Linked DNA regions of Macaca mulatta: region 2 is linked to region 1. Evidence: chromatin contacts called from public Hi-C data. All regions are on one chromosome and are shown on one strand. Each heading gives the region's core, a stretch centred on a gene start, on an enhancer-like site or on the middle of the called end of the contact. The rest is flanking DNA. Distances are from core to core; before and after follow the strand shown.

Region 1 (5,833 bases), core at 2,558-5,057:
CTACTCACAATCTTGTGGAAAGAACAATCGCTGTTTACCCAAGCATTTGTATTACCCAAACTCTGTCGATAATTACTTCTAGAGTCCCTGATTAACTCTGCTCTCTGCCTCAGCACAAAAAACCTATTGAGATAGACACCAGACAACTTTTCTATCTCTTAGAGCCTTTTAACAGTTTACTGAATATGACTCAGTCCTTATATTTACTAGAAGAAATGTACCTACGTGATTTGCACTCAGCTCATCAGGAGCTTGCTAACCATATGAGTAGCACAGGTGTACTTTGGAAGGCTTGAAAATTCACCATCACCCTCACTTCTCCCCTCTCTCCATCAAAAAAGTTAAAAAGCACTGTCTCCTTTCAGTTGATGTGTCCCTGTACCTAGGAGTCTATGATAAATGCAAGCACATTTCAAGTAACAATAATATTTCTAGTCAGTTTTTTGCTGTTAACTTTTTATAGTAAAATATGTAGGAGAAAAATTTCTAGTTATTTAATTACTATGAGATTTTATGATATGCTTTTGTTTTCTAAGACCTAACAAAATGGAACTGTTGCTATGTCTATTTCAATGATACTGGTAATAATTTTAATCTGTCACATCCTTCCACCCCCCTTCACGTCCCACCCCACATGCAGTCTGCTGTTAGCACTATGCAAAACACCATCATGAATATGCGTAATTATGGAGATTCATGGTAATTTTTCAGGGTTATCCGATGTGACGTTTATAGGACAGCAGCATACATCAATTTAAACGAGTGTGACAAATATCTTATCCTTTATATTTCTATAGTATTTTTAATATTTTCTTGGCCCCTCTCCAGGGAGTAGTGTGAAATGGTAAGAACTTGAATAATAAAAATGTTAAACAATCAAATGCTTCACTAGAATGTTTTTTAAAGGCAAGTTTAAAAATGATTCTCTACCTGTTGAAGCTTAAAAAGTATCAAATACTGAATTTTTTCTTAGGCAGTACTTTTTATTGAGCATCTTACACATTTCCAAACCAACAAAAGCACGGACATTTGCATGTGCCATTTTATGATGAGGATGAATTGCTTAATTACTTTTAAACTATGACTGCTTGCCTGACAAAATTATTTGGCAAACATGGTCCACCAACTTTATTAAGCATAAGCATTTGAAACAATAATCTAATTGTGGTATTTTTGAATTTTGTTCTTAGTCTGTAGCACCTCTTAGAGACTTGCATATAATCTTTATCTCAGTGACTAATTAGGACTAGCTTGACAATTTCATATTTACAATGATTACCAAGTAGGAATCATCTTCCTTATTCAGTATGTTTGTCATGAATACTGTACAATCCTAATTACATTGAAGATATAAAGAGCCTCACAATTTGATTGAGAGACATCTTGAGTTTAAAGTGAGTAAATGTGAATTGTATCGAGAATTTTAAACGGCAGAGCAATTAATACCTATTTCTCATGCAGTCACTAGGAAAGACAAAATAACTGTGTGCACGCAAGTCATTGTATCAGCCATATTTTTAAGGGTGTTAACAATAAAGTCATTAAAAACTGGCTTGATTCAAAATGATCTTCCTCATTCCAACCAACTGAATTCAGAGTTCCTTTTGCTCAAGCGTATACTTTCAGGATTTCAGGCTGAGGGTCAGATTTTCACAATTAAATGTTCCTCAGTACTATATTGGCAACACACCATCATGAATACTCTTCGTACAATTAGCAGGGCCTACTGTGGAAGTATACTGCTAATAGAAATAATAATGAAGAATACTGGGGCATTAGTATGCCAGAGTAGGCTGGAGAAACCTAGTTTGCATGATGCATGTATAATTGTATGTTACATCTAAACATCACTGTATATTGCTTTAGAAATAATTGCTTAGAAAAATATATTTAACACTTCCTCTCTTTTAAGGTCCCAATTTGATTAACAAACAAGTTCAGTGATATATTAAGCCTATAAGTTAGCGATGTCTAAATGAACATGTTCTGTATTTGCATGTTTCTTAAAGTGACACTTTCTGAAGACACACAATTGCCATGTCTATATACATGTATAAAGCGAAGTGAAGAATTGATGCAATCATCCAGATAATTCAAGGGAAAGACACTTTTGCCTCAATTATCTATTGCAAGCAAAAGTGAGGGGTTTATCCTGAATTGTTCAAATAATTGCCTTGATTCTCTTCACTTTGCATGTGTAGACACTTTTACAATAATATTTATATTAACATTTGCAATTTACATACATATAAGGCAGAAATATTTCTATACACACGATGACCAAAATCTTTTCACAACAATTTCTACTCTTTGGTTGTCCCTAATTTTTCATACAGTCAGATCATTTGTGTGCGCGTTCTTATATGGTAATTGAATCAAGGCAAAACTAGGCAGACTCATTATATTCATTTATTAAATGCTTGGTTAATAAACTGACTGGTATATATGATACTGATATCTCACCATTAAAATGTTCATTGATATATTCTATCTGAAACTTCAATAACATATACTTCTTACTGGGTATAATCGTAAATTCATTTGAGGAAGTAAATGTGATTCATATGTATATTTACAATAAAATGCAACATTAAAACAAAGAAAAATTTCCAAGAGATGTATCTTATATTGTACTTATTTAAGATTTGTTATGAATAAGTTAATATTCATAAAGAAATCAATACCAGAACACATTTTCAAAAGTTCCATTGACACATTAAAAATTCAAATATATAGCAGATTTTACCATGTCTCCTCCATATGCACTGACAAAAACAATAATATAATTACCGACACTTGTATTATTTTTACCTTATGTTTATTAAATATATAAAGTATACTTTCCATGACTTTTAAATCTATACTGTTTATTAATACATGAGGAATCCTAAATTTCTTCTGGGCCTGCTTAATCACTATTTGAAGTCTTTATTCTGGTCCACAACAAAAATGCATTTCAGAAAATGTAAAGCAGCTCTACCATGTTTCTTCATATTGGTAGTATGTCAAAAGAGATTTTGTTTGAACTTTAGAAATTAAATCTTGGTTTAGTTAAAATATTGCCAATGTATTGGATTATAAGTGTTTGTCTGGACAAACAATTAATACCTAAATGTTGAAAGACACCAGAATACTTTATGGACCTATTTGGCAATGAAAATGAACTAGCTATGTTATAAATTTGGTAGATAGGGCTCATATGTAGCATTCATTTATAATTTTCATGTTTTATATAAAAGTACATAATTGATGCTTACAGTACAACCAAAATCTTCTCTGTGTTCATAAAAACACATGAAGCAGAGGCAAAAGTAAGCATTTCATATTATTTTACTGCTCTAATATTGTTTTAATTTGTTCTAAAAATCAAGTGTCTGTCTCTGAATTTTATTTATCAAAAATCAACTTCCAGAATTAAATGAATACGTTTTATAAATACAGCATGGGGATTGATAGATATTTTTCTTTAGAATTGTTAAAGAACAAAATATAATAATTTGGTGGCAAACATCTGGCTGGCAATCATATATGATAAATTCATAAGAAATACAGGAAAGATATTTATTTACTGTTACTGCTAAGCCAGACTTTATTTGTCTTAGAAGATTTTTCATCTATGAGTGGAAAACAAACTTTCCTTCAAGAGGTCTGTGAACCGAATAATAAATGTCAGGTCTAAATCCTGTATGAAAATCAGTCCGGTTTAATCCTGGATATTCTTCAGCATGCAAATGAAGACTAGAGGTTTCCCTGGACCCGCTGTCATACAGGCAGCCAATTTACAGACCCTGGCACTGTGTATGTGTTATGGGCTCGCCGGCTGCCCCTCCCCCCTAGCCTAAGACTTGGTCTCAGCTGCCTGCCTTTCACAGAAAACCACAAACCAAGGAAACATATCAGTAATAGCGCCCTGTAAATTAACTTGACATTTGATGCAGAAAAAAACCTAAAAGCTTACAAAAGACATTGAAAACAAAAGCCACTCAGGACCCACACTACATATATTGTGGATTTAAGAGATCTGGAAGGTGGTTATTCTATTGTAACTAACACATACAGCCTTCATCTTCTTTGTTAAGACAATTCAGTCATTCTTTGTTACAGACATAGTATCCGTCAAACAAGAAAACAGTATTTTCCACCAAAAAAAAAAAAAAACCCTAAAAGTCCAGCTGATATTATAATAATGATTCAATTAATAGGTTTTTTTACATTTAAAAAAAAGCCATACATTACTAATGTTTAAAGAAAAGAAGTTAAAAATATGATTTTATGTTTCCTTGGTAAATAAGACATGTTGACATTGCTAAGATGTAAATAATGTAACATGCATTGGAGAATGGTGTGAATCTTGCTGAACATGAGGTATTCACAAATATTGTTGTGTCTTAAAAATTTTCCTTCCAAGGCATTTAATTTTTTTCATGCTTGGAAACCCCTGAATCTCTTTTAAAAGAAAAAAAATTTTTTTTTGGTTCAAGAAAGGACTGTTGATAAAATATTAAATGGTTCTTTGACATCATCTGTGGTGTGGGGCTGGAGTGAGGCACTCAGCATATTTAAGCCATTAGACATGCAGGAATGTTAACATTATTATGCGTTATTGTGTCTGGCTATGTGTCCCCCTCCTTATTCTCAATCTCTCTCTGCCTCTCACTCATTTTCCCTTCCTTCTTCCCTCCGCCCCACCTTTCTCAGAGTCTCTCCTACCTCTCCCGCCCTCAGCAGGGCCTGCTACACGGCATCTTACAAATGTCTGGTCTTATAGTTTACAAGCACAGAACTGTACTGGTAAAAATGCATAATCTTAGCATCTGTGCTTCTTGATATTCATGGATTTATTTACAAGTCCCTGTGTTCTACTTTTTTTTTGCCTGTTTCTATGGTTTATATTACTGTCATGCCTATATTCTTGTGGGAATTTCAAATAAGAATCAAGATACAACTGGCAAATATTCTGTAATGCAGTCTGCATTTCCATAATTTAGCTGTTTTTTAAAAGAGACAATTTAAAGAGGTTTATGGACTTAAGGATATATGAAGAGTATTTTGATTGGCTTTTTTAGTACTTCAACTGCTTAAGGTTCAGTTTGTGCAAAGTGGATGTAATAAAATAAATTTATGAACATGTATGTGCTTGTGTATATGTAAATGCATTTAGAATGATAAAGTTCATAAATCTAGGTCAAATTTGCTGATTAAGTTCACTATATTCACATTTGGTAACATTAGGATATTTCACGAAAGGGTTCAAAGGTAAAAGGCGAAGCGAGCATTTTATTTCTTCTTTAGATGCTAGCCTGCAAAAAGCTTAAATATTTACAAAGCAAGTATTCAGGTTCCTGTGTTCCCCCAGCCTTCAACATACATACCCCTCCCATTCGTGAACCTAGTTTAACAGCAGCCTTTTAGTAGCCATTGCCCGTGCCAAATAAGTCTCTTTTTCCTTTTTTTCAAGCTGTAAAAACAAAGTCTTTTGAATAATTTAATTAACAGCAAAACTAGAAATTTAACTTACTTTACAATAATTCTCTAATCATTTCCCATCTACCCACTCCCCTTCCCCACACAGAATTCTACCTTCACATTATCAATGTACTTATTTTTAGGGATTAATATTCACGAGTTTAATGTAACATTGAAATCAGAGAAGTCTATGTACGTTTGCTGTTTATAGCTCCAGTTTAATTACTATGTGTTAAGTCAGCTAGATACTGAAATGAGTTTTATGAATATCTTTCAAGACAGCAATATTTTGGACCTGCATATGAGAGAAAATAGGATGGCGGGGACACTATATTAAATGATCTTTATGCCAGTATTCTTGAAAATT
Region 2 (5,514 bases), core at 788-3,287, 100 kb after region 1:
TCCCACGTGTCCAGTTAACTTGGCCCTATTTCATAACTAATGACTATTCCCCACATCCAGAATAGGATCTCAAATACATATCCTACAAATGGCCATGAAAGCTAGCTTAGAGGTTGCTTGCAGTTACATACTCACTCTCAAATAAATCAATGATCTTACCCTAGCTACGAAGGGTAATGTCTTCAACAAAGCAGGGCAGAATCAAAAGGACTCCCATGTTGGGAGAACCAGTCTATCTATCAAAATCAAGTCCTTAGATCCAGAGGGCAACAGCTGTCTCAGAAAGATAAATCTCTTATTTAAACGTATTCATTCTTTCATCCACAAAAGCTTATTGAGCATCTACTATGTGTCTGACAGTGTTCTAGGTACAGGATATTCAGCAGTGAACAAGACAGGTAAGTCCCCTACTCTACAAACCTTATGAGTATCTAAGCATTGGGAAGAGGCGCCAGGGAAAATGATAAGCAAATAAAGAATCATACTCGTTGCAAGATGGATAGAATAAGAAATTGATGTCAAAATAATTTCAAATTAAAGAACATGCTATACAAAAAGCCCATCAGGTGCACACTTTTCTTAGACAGTGAACTATATACATATAATACATTATTTAGCTAGTTAACTGGATAAACTAGATTGATATAGATTTGTATCCAAATATTTAATCCAAGAAATCTTTCCAAGATTACACATCCCATGGCATTCCCTGGCCCACAGTGAACGAAGGAATTAGTGTCACATTTTCAAAATGACAGATTACTCACCAAGGTAAAATCGTATATGCTCAATAAGTAGGTAACTTTTTTATTATAGATGTGTACATAAGCCAATTACTAAAGATAATTAAGAAACAGAATTAGTAATATGTTCTAAATGAATTTTTAAAGTATTTGTTCATCAATTTCACTTGAGAATGTATATATACACCAATCATTCACCTACACTGAATTTTAGCTATGGAAATTCCAACCAAATTCCTTGTATAAATAAATGTAGATAAAGCAAAATAGTCCAATAATTACTTATAACAGAAGAGCAAATTTTACATACTCTGTTCCTATTTTATAGATGGTTTATACGCCTTCCAAAATTTGTTTAGAATCACCTGGGGCTTCTGCCCAATTGTCTACTAACACAAATGTGCTAAATAATAGAAACTTCTAAAAAAATGTATTACTGTTATATTACATATCAATTCACATTCCAAAAAGTGTTATATTTCAAAATGCACAAGCCCCCATTTTATTGTTAATGCATCCATATACATTGTATGCATGCCTTCATAAATATTCCACTGTATTAGAAAAATATACCCTCTTAAAGGCATTTAAATAGGCAGAAACACTTTTTACAAAGCATACAATTAATTTATGATCATGACAGTGTGTAGACTAGAGAATTAATGAAAAGCAAAACATCTTAAACAATCTTTTAATGTTATGAATTTGATTTTTCAAGAAATACATGTCATTTATTTTCAAAACGAAGTGATAGAAATACTTTCTAGAGTCTATCAATAGTATTTAAAATAAGATACTCATAACTTTCAAATACTGCTTTTACTAGTCGTCACTCGTCATTAAATGTAACTGTATATTCAAGAGCTTTCTAATAATAGCCTTTAATTAAACGAAGGACTGTTAGAGGGTTTCTGTTGCCCTTTGAAGTTCTTAATTATTACTTGTATCCAGCGTTTTATGGTACACTTAAGGTTAAATTAAATCATTTAAATATACCTTGAAGAGAAATATGAAGACTTTTGCCCATTTTAATTAAATCTCTGAATTTCAGTATTTGAAAATAATAACATATGTTTTGATTTTTTTTCATGGCCGAATGGTAAAATGCTCACTATATTAAACAACAAAAAAAGAAATGGTAGCTTTTTATGGGACTAATCGCTAAGCAGATGCATGTAAATGAGCTATTTTCTATGCATGGCTTCCAAAAGTGCTAATTAAATAGTTGGTATTCAAGGCTATGCTCGCTCATTGTTTAGTGACACACAAATCCAGCGATGTGTGCCAGCAGACATTTTAAGTTGAATGTTTTCTCCTCTACGGTCTTTGTCATGAAATGGTGGCACCATGATGAGAACACTAGTGTAAGCAAAACATTGAAATATGCTTTAATAATGTTTTAACCATGTAGTGACACTAGTCTAGTTTTCTAATGAATTTTTAATTTCTGTTTTCTTATAAGGGTGATATGAGTTATCGCTGATGCATATTAAATCATATACATGAGTCATTTTCTCTAAATTTGCATAAAATGGCTAAATGCTAATGCACCAAATGGAGCTTACTATATGTGGTACAGCAAATATTCCCTTGAAGATTTTCTGCAATCAATCTCCTGTATTTCATTAGCAACCAGATAAGGTGTGGTCTGCAGAATAAAAAAAGAAAAGTGTGTAGCTCATGAACTTATGAGGATTCAGATGATTTCTTTGTGGTGATTAGAGTGGATTCTGCAATTAGAATTTATGTAGGTAAAACACACACGCGCTTCCTTTAAAGGCACAGTGCAACAAGAGTTCTGAATACAGCCTTGCAATTGTTAAACAATGAAAAGGCACCATTCAATTATTGTGACTTTTTTACATCTATAATTAAATGAAGGAAAGCCATACTTTAAATTTAGTGTCATTTGATTGGCATAACCCTTACTGAAATTTTACAATTTCCCTACTATGTTTATAAAAGAACTTTTAAAAATAACCATGTGTGAAATGTTTTGTTTGCTAACTGTTCCCATTTTCCTTGTCAAATAATGGTGAAGAATTTTCTGGACTAATGTTTAACATTTAAAAATGTTTTTTTCTATCATCAAATACTCTTACTGAACTGACATTAAGATCATATGCCTTAAAAATTGCATTAGGGTAAGAGTATTATTGGGCAAACCAGATATGTTTACTTGAAGGATAAACTTGCTGCTTACTCACTCCACTCATCAACCCTTTTCTCATCCCCTATAGTTCCACCATCTGGAATATTTTTTAACCCTGTAAAGAAAAATTGGGGAAAGGGATAGCTATTTAAAAATAAATGCTTTGCCCTACAGTTATTTTGAATTAGTCTTGATAAATAATTAAGGAATGCATAATATATTATTTAGATGCCATGGTCTTAAGAATTTGAGTGGTATTTCAAGTACAATTATAGTCATTTATTTATCAGTAGAAAATTTACATAATCACACTTCAAAATCCAGTGGACTGGAGAGATATCAGAAAGACACCCATGAATGTGGTAATGACTCCGAGCATTAGATTAAGTTAATAATGTAGTGATGCACATGATATTCTAATATCTAGCACTACAGTATTTGATCACTTAAAATGATAAAGGCATAAATATTTTTCTCTTTTCAAACTGTATTTTATGCAGAAGGGCTCTTTATAGTATAAAATGCAATTTGAAAAATCAAAATGGAATTAGACAATCTCTAATGAAATAAAGCTAGTTAACTTTTAATAAATAAAGCCAAAAATTTTCAATGACCAAGAAAATAATTTTATCATAATAATAACGATTGGCTAACGAAAAAGTGTTCACTTCATGTATTTTGAACTGACAATATAGACCTTTAAGCTAAAGTCCAGAAAAATAACAGAAATTCGAGTCCTCTCTCCTGTCATTGAGCACAGCATGCAAATGGAGGGATTACTTATTGGAGAGGTAACACACTCTGTGTTAGCTCAGTCATGCTATGGATTCTTCCTTAGCAGCTAGTCCATCTGAGACAAATTTGGCAGAAATATATGCAGTATTTGTACTGTGCTGTTTGAATCACTGGAATCCCATGTCATATCTGCAAACTGAGACTTTAGACTATAATTGGGCATGAGTCTTCAGTGTGGAAATCTAAGCTACTCAGCAATTTTTAACTTTATTTAGGGAGAGCTAAACTTTTTATTTTTATATTAATCTACATACCTACAAAGTGTCTTAAGAGTTACTTTATAAAACAATGCAAAAGCAAATTTATCAATTAATTCCTATATCCTTGCTGTCTAGGTATTTTCACTACTGGAACCACTCAAGAGGTATATATTACAGACCCCAGAGATGAATTCCTATCAGATTATTTTTCTTCCATCCATTTCAAACCCACTTGCCATGAATTTGTCATATTTAAAGCTTCTAAACAGTTTTCAGGCTATTCCACAAACCACTCAATACCCTCAACTTCAGCTTCCCAACATCAGCCAATGCTAATTTAACTTTGTATGTACATCATATATTTCAAGAGTAACTCAATCCATTAAAGTAATATATATTGGGTAGTAACTGTGTACAAACTATGTACTTTCTAAAAATAAGGCCTAAAATCTATTATTTGAGTTCCTCCCAAAGACTGTTATATTTATGCAAGTTTCAAGAATTCATAATTCTCATTGAATTAAAAATAAGGACTAAGTACACTTTTATTATTACTATACGAGAGATCTAACCCTGACAGGAAGTAAGTCCATAGATTCTGAATTTCAATGATATTACATCTATTATTGTCTTCATGAAGGTATTAATCTCCAAATATATGAAGTTTTTTAAATTAGGTCAATGTTGATAAATACATAAATTAATTATATTTGAGATACTCATTCGGTGGAAATATTTCTAAATCATACTTGTTAGACATTTTTCCATCCCAGTAAATTTCACTCATATGTATATATTTGTGTGTACAGGAAGATACTTTTCCCTAAAAGACAAAGATTTAAGAGACATTCTGGGTAATATTCTGTAGATCATTTTTTGTGGCCTGATTCAGAGAAAGTATTTATTGTCTATCTTTTTTTTTTTTTAATGCACATCTCTTTTCTCAAGAGGTTCCTTTTACAGGTTTTCGCCAATTATTAAGGTGATTAGCATCTGTAGTTTTTTCCAATCTCCCATTAGCTATTGATGATATTAAAAATAAACATCTTAACCTTGTCAAGTTTAAATTTAAAACTTTAAATAGCCAAGAGCCAGGTTGCAGTTAAAATTCTCCTGTTAGCTTGTTTTCCCAGGGCCAGTGACGATTAAAAGAAACTCAGAGAAAACACGAAATCTGTCAGACAGCTACTTAGTGACAGAATTAAATGAATATTGTTAGGTAAGTGTTTTAATAACGCAGCATTTTCGAAGCATTTTCTGAAGATTATTTCTAATTGGCCCTGTCATAAAGTGGTAGCAAACTGCTTTAAAACAGTAATCAGATCGAAAGTAGTTGAGGAAGACTATGATAGGAAGTTGTTAATAATGCTTCGAAATTTACCTGTGAAATAGAGCGTGACTACTTTTGTAAAAGTGGAATTGAAAGTAAACGGCCTCTGTAATGCAAATCGACCAGTAGCAGGAAAGCCACTACCTTTGGAGTCCCACGACTTCACCTGAGCTTGCAATAGACCTTGCAATAGACCCCTTTGGTTCATGGAATGAAAACTGTTTTGACATGTTGGCCAGTGCCCTTCGGTGTCACTGAAGCTCAGCCCGAGGACGGCGGTGCGTCCGTGTGCAC

Evidence for each region. A called contact is a pair of places that touch in the nucleus more often than the background predicts.
Region 2: a contact with region 1 is called in a Hi-C map of fetal cortex germinal zone, with 7 times the contacts expected there. The contact joins two enhancer-like sites. A contact is called at or near these places in 2 of 14 Hi-C or Micro-C datasets (fetal cortex germinal zone and fetal cortical plate).

The regions. Positions count from the first base shown.
Region 1 is chr6:94,979,479-94,985,311 of T2T-MMU8v2.0, forward strand. No RefSeq gene overlaps it. Among named protein-coding and RNA genes, the nearest start is that of MIR9-2, 110 kb to the right of the region's middle. Within about 2 kb of position 3,808, at least 9 of the 40 cell types and tissues checked have an H3K27ac peak or open chromatin away from gene starts, as enhancers often do. A contact at or near this core is called in fetal cortex germinal zone, where this site is marked.
Region 2 is chr6:95,080,749-95,086,262 of T2T-MMU8v2.0, forward strand. No RefSeq gene overlaps it. Among named protein-coding and RNA genes, the nearest start is that of MIR9-2, 9.8 kb to the right of the region's middle. Within about 2 kb of position 2,038, at least 8 of the 40 cell types and tissues checked have an H3K27ac peak or open chromatin away from gene starts, as enhancers often do. A contact at or near this core is called in fetal cortex germinal zone, where this site is marked.